2 separate regions of the Mus musculus genome follow, and region 1 is linked to region 2. The links are chromatin contacts, called in public Hi-C maps. All regions are on one chromosome and are shown on one strand. Each heading gives the region's core, a stretch centred on a gene start, on an enhancer-like site or on the middle of the called end of the contact. The rest is flanking DNA. Distances are from core to core; before and after follow the strand shown.

What was found. Hi-C and Micro-C count contacts between places; a contact is called where the count stands out from the background.
Region 1: a Hi-C map of bone marrow-derived macrophages shows a contact between it and region 2, with 2.7 times the contacts expected there. The contact joins two enhancer-like sites. A contact is called at or near these places in 3 of 15 datasets of contacts at CTCF or cohesin (the NIH/3T3 cell line, large pre-B cells and pro-B cells), 33 of 484 Hi-C or Micro-C datasets (B cells, the Ba/F3 cell line, the G1E-ER4 cell line and 14 more), 3 of 115 datasets of contacts at active chromatin or transcription factors (astrocytes and embryonic stem cells) and 2 of 9 other capture datasets (embryonic stem cells and liver).

Annotation. Positions count from the first base shown.
Region 1 is chr2:131,516,444-131,519,143 of GRCm38.p6, forward strand. The region is part of intron 3 of Smox (spermine oxidase); the gene reads left to right. Among named protein-coding and RNA genes, the nearest start is that of Gm30732, 8.2 kb to the right of the region's middle. Within about 2 kb of position 1,303, at least 14 of the 459 cell types and tissues checked have an H3K27ac peak or open chromatin away from gene starts, as enhancers often do. A contact at or near this core is called in bone marrow-derived macrophages, where this site is marked.
Region 2 is chr2:130,952,995-130,955,694 of GRCm38.p6, forward strand. The region is part of intron 6 of Atrn (attractin); the gene reads left to right. Among named protein-coding and RNA genes, the nearest start is that of Atrn, 48 kb to the left of the region's middle. Within about 2 kb of position 1,332, at least 15 of the 459 cell types and tissues checked have an H3K27ac peak or open chromatin away from gene starts, as enhancers often do. A contact at or near this core is called in bone marrow-derived macrophages, where this site is marked.

The sequences.
Region 1 (2,700 bases), core at 53-2,552, 560 kb after region 2:
GTAAGGGGGCCGTCAGGACAGTGTGGGGACTCGTGGATGTTCTGAGTGAGCATCGGGACAGTGTGGGAATGCATGGATGTGCTGAGCATCAGGACGGTGTGAGGACTCGTGGACGTGCTGAGTGAGCATCAGGACAGTGTGGGGATTCATGGACGTCCTGAGCTAGGCAAAACACTGATTTCCTCAGAAAGTCCATGAATGTCATTTGCTAGACTCTACTAAGTGTTTGGGTTGTGGTAATTGTTGCCACTATGTTTTTGTTTTTATAGATACTGAAACATTTTCTAGTTGTTCCTAGTTTACAGCAATAGAGTCTCAAATCCCTGGTGGTTATTTTAGATAATTTGTTAATTTAGTTAATTCGTTTAGCTAATTCATTTACTTATTTCGTTAATAACATATCTATTGGCATTCTAATAATATTTTTGGAATTACACGTAACCAGCATCATTCAGGAGACCCTTTTGTACTGATGGGGATGTTTCAGATCTGAACCGTTTAGTATGGTAACTCCTAGCTACTCAGAGTTTTTGAGTAGTTGAACTGTAGCTAGTGAAACTATGCAGGAACTGATATTAAATTCCGAATGGCTACAGGTATGTAGTGGTTACTATAGTGAGAGTCCAGCCGCAGAGTACTGATTATTCGTATTACATTGGTTAGTATTGCAAATCTATTTTAGATAGAAGTAGCAATTCTGTGCATCATTGAAGTATCCAAGCCTCAAAAAAAAAAAAAACAAACCATCAGCGTTCTTAGTATCTCTCAGTAGCACTGTAAATTGCACTGAAGAGCTGAGTAAAAAAACAGCAGGTCTCACTGTTGTGACGACCCCACTCCCGGTCAGTAAATGGACTGCTAAGCACTCATTGTACACTCGCCAGTCTCCTGCTTCGTGGCGCTCCCTGGTCTGTGGAGGACCTGCACACTCTGTTCTCTCTATGGACCAACAAGTTATGTGGGTGCAGTTCCATGTTTTTACTCACATACAAAGGGCAGATAGTAACCTGCGTTTTTCAAAGTAGACCTTACTGGCCTACGTGCTGACTCCTGAACGTGCTTTAAGCATAAATACTTAGGTTTTCATTTTTTAATTATTATTTTTAGATAGGTCTCATTATAGCTCATCCTGGCCTTAAATTTGCTATGTAGCCAAGGCTGGCCTTGAAGTCCTGATTATTTTTTTCTTCGCCTTCCAAGTGCTGGGACTGCAGATGTGTGCCACCATGCCTGGCTATGTGGCTACTTCCTGAGAATGACCCTCAGTGGCTGTGACTTGTTCTACTTCCTGTTGGTCAGTTTCACTTCTGAAAGCCAAGAGAGGGGGCTGTGGAAAAAAAAATGGACAAGGTAGTTATGGAACGGCAGTGCTGCCTAGTGTCTGAAGGAAGAACTATCGGCCAAGATTTCCTTGTGTGGCTTTTGGTCAATGCTGGCGACCATTCTAAGTTGCCAGGTGAAGCCATGCCTAAAGGTAGCTTTATATAAATGTTTCCAACAAAGATGGCTCTGAAGGGCCATTCCTATGGGTGTGTGTGTGTGTGTGAGGACAACGTTGTTCCACCTTACATTTCGAGGCAAAGTCCCGTAGTGGTTTTGAAGCTCAGTATCCCGGCTGGAAGAGCTGGTGGGTGAACCCTCTGGCTCTGCCTGACTCCAGCCGCCCAGGGCTAGGTTTGCAGTTGTGCTGGGGATCGGAACTGAGGTCCTCAGGCTTAAGCAGGAACTGCTCTACTTGCTGGGCCATTTTCCCTGTCCTGGTTGGTTGGTTTTCTCTCAGTGCTGACCGAGTCCAGGGTCTTGTCTGCGCTAGACTGGTGCTGTACCGCTGAACTGTAGCCCTAGCCTTAGACAGAGACCATTGAACACTTAAGCTGTAGGACCTCCTGGACCCCCAGTTTTCCCATCTGTAAAATGTACATGGCTGTGTTTACTTCCGAGTGTTCCAAGGATTGTAATCCCAATGAAAAGTATTTAAGAATCGGTGTAGTGGTCATAGGCCTGTGCCCCACACCCTCCTTTCATGTCTGGGAGGAGACTGTACCCACAAGATAGTCCTAGTTGGTGATGGCTACATTTGTTACTCCTCTGTAGGAACCTATGGTCTTCAATGGTTACTATGTTGCTTATCTTATAGGGGGAAACCAGGGAGGAGAAGGAGAGTCCCTAGCTTGAGTTCCTGGCAGTGATCGTGCAGGAGGAGTTTGCTGAGGCTCCAGCTTTTGCTGACCACCCAGCATCTTGTGATTGTAGGCAGGACAAGCTAACAGTTTCACATATCTCCTTCTCTATAATTTATGCTGCAGAGGCATCTTTACTTCATGTGCCGGTCTCATGTGGAGGCTTCTGTCCTGTGGAACAGTGGGGGTGGTGTGTGGTACTGTAGCCACCTTTCACTCTGGCCCCACAGCTTTTCCTGGGGGCTGCTGTGCAGAGCAGACATCTTTCCCATGGATGCGTGCTGACCAAATAGAGACTGTTTAAGGAAGGAGATAACGGCTAATCAGCCTGGCCACAAGTGATCAGCCACAGGCTATCAGCTGAGAAGCTCTCTGCTGTAGTCCCAGAAGTGACAGCAGTGGGAGGGGCTCATGCTGCTCTCCCGTTCTCACATGGTGTCAGGGCCTTGACATAGTGGCTAGCCTTCCTGCCCTGGCACTTGCCTACCTTCCCAAGGCCATTCATTTCTTACAGCATTCT
Region 2 (2,700 bases), core at 82-2,581:
TGGCCCATGCAAGCACCAGCACACATATGCTCCACAAACATCCATATATATAGCTAAAAGTAATAAAAATAAATCTTCAAAAAATTAATTCTGGTTGAACTGAAAAAGATCACCTAACATTTAGAAAAAGCAGTTTACTAGTGAATAGGACATAAATCATGGTATCAAATATTCTGTTGTTAAAGGAAGCAACTAGAAAAAGCATGTGTTTGAAATAACCAATGGATACAAAACAAATGAGGCAACCCCAACATCTGTCAGTACCTTGCAAACCAACACAATAAATTTGATTTTATTTAAATCGTAGTTATTTTTCATGCTAGTAGTTTTGAAACACAATAAATTTGATTTTATTTAAATCGTAGTTATTTTTCATGCTAGTAGTTTTGAAACCAAGATCTAGATTTTGTATAGCCACATAAATACACATTAGAATTGCAAACTGATACGAGCTTCATCTTCATCAGTCTCTCTTCATGAAAAGCAGTTACAGGGACTGAGACATGACTCAGCAGTTACGGCATGGGCTGTTCTTCCATACGACATGGATTCAATTCTCAGTGCCCAAATGTTGGCTCACAACCATTTGTAACTCTGGTCCCAGGGGATCTGACACTCTTCTTGGCTTCTATGGCCACTGTATTCATACGGTACACAGACACATATGCAGGCAAAACTCAACAAAAAAAATAAGGTTTAAAAAAAAGAATTAGAACTTAAAGGCACTTCATTCCGTCAGCACTAAATCAGCCTCTCTGGAGTCTTCCCACTTCATGAGAAAATCGTCAGCTCTCCACTGCTGTCTGTGGCTGAGGAGCAGGACCTGGACAACGTTCAGAGATTGTCAGTGCATCTCTTTTCTTCTTTGGTTTGCTGTCATCAGGTTCACTGTCACATTCCCTTTGTACCATCCTTCCTTTAACAGCCTTTTGAAAATGCAGAAATGTTGGATGCTGCCTTCAGTTCACACAGGCTGTCTTTTTAGCTCCTCATCTATCTATGCTTAATTTGTTAGTGGTGCTCACCCATGTATGTGTTTATGTCATGAAGCCACAAGATGAGCCTTGATTGAGTCTTGCTGTCAGTGTGGATCACAGAAATGACACCCTATCATCTTTGCTTCCTGCTTGTTAGAAGTCATTGATTCTGCTTATACTCAAGGCCCACAGTATTATACTTGGGTGTGAACCCCAGGAAGCAGGGAGGTGGGGGGTGTCATGGATACTACTCAGATATCTGACTGTTGTGATATTTCATCAGTTCTCATTGGTCCTATCTTTAAAATCTGCCCTACATCTAGAGCTGGCTGTGGTGGTGTGTGTGGTGGCATCAGTATCAGAACTTGGATTACAGAGGCAGGAAGATTGTGATTTTTGAGGCCAGAATAGGTGCATACAAAGATCCTGTCTGCAAAAGAAACAAATGTGCAAATAATTATAACTACTTTACTAATAGCCTAACTAATAACCACTGCTAGTGCTGTGTCCACGAAAAGGTGAAGTAAACTGTGAAAATGACTTCCCCTTCTGTGTGACACACGCCGTCATGTGATTTTACTTGTGTCTCATCATTGTTTTTCCTTCTGTTTGCATGTGTGAATGTTCACATGTGGAAGCCAGAAGTCAGTGTTGAGTGTCTTCATAATTGATCTCTATTCTCTTTGTTTTGAGACAGGGTTTTGAGACTAAGCCCAGTGCTCAGTGATTCATCCAGTAAACTGTAGGGAGCTTCCTGTCTCTGCCTCCACAGTGTTGGGATTACAAGCATGATCCAAATTATGTGACAAGCGCTTTACTAACTTAGCCATGTCCTCAGCTCCCCACTCCCCTTTTCTTTTCTTCTTCTTTTTTTTAGACTTACTTGTTTATTTTTATGAATGTCTTGCCTGCATGCATACACACACACACACACACACACACACACACACACACACCCCACATGCAAGCAATTCCAGAAGAGGGCATTGAATCCCTGAAACTGGAGTTCCAGTTAACTGTGAGCCTGTCATGTGCGTACTGGGAGCTAAATCCGGGTTCTCTGGAAGGTCAGCAAGGTCTTACCTGGGAGCCGTCTCTTTAGCTCATGTGTTTCTCTCTTGAAGCAAGAAACCTAGGAATCATTTTGAAACTTCCTTCACAGCCTTTATCATAACTTCACGTCAATTTTTACCTACTCTTTCAACAAATACATGTTATATTTACTTATTTTTATGTTTAGCCTGCTATTGGTTTCTACTTAGCCTCTTGCAGTAGAGTTCTGTCAGATTTATGTTTCTATTGCTTTTAATTTATTTGTAAAGGTGAATGGGAAAATATTTAAAAATTACAGATCCCATCATTTACTATATTCTTAAAAGCCATGGCTAGCCAGGCTTGGTTGTGCATGCTTGTACTCCCAGGACTCTGACAACTCAGTAAGGAGGAGAGTGAATCAGAAAATAGCGCCAGCCTGTGCTGCTTAGCAAGAAACAGAAACAAGTACAATCACACACATAGAAAATCCCCCATTAATACCATCCCATTAGATATAATGGTCCTGTATGACCATTCAACCACTGTTTGTCCTCTGTACTGCAGTAACAGTCTTCTGCCCTTGCCCGTGAAGCACGTGCGCACCCCGCCTCCAAGTGCTTTTGCACTGGTGTCCTCCGTCTAGATGTCCTGTTACTATATGTAAGGACTGGTTTCTCCTCCTCTTTAC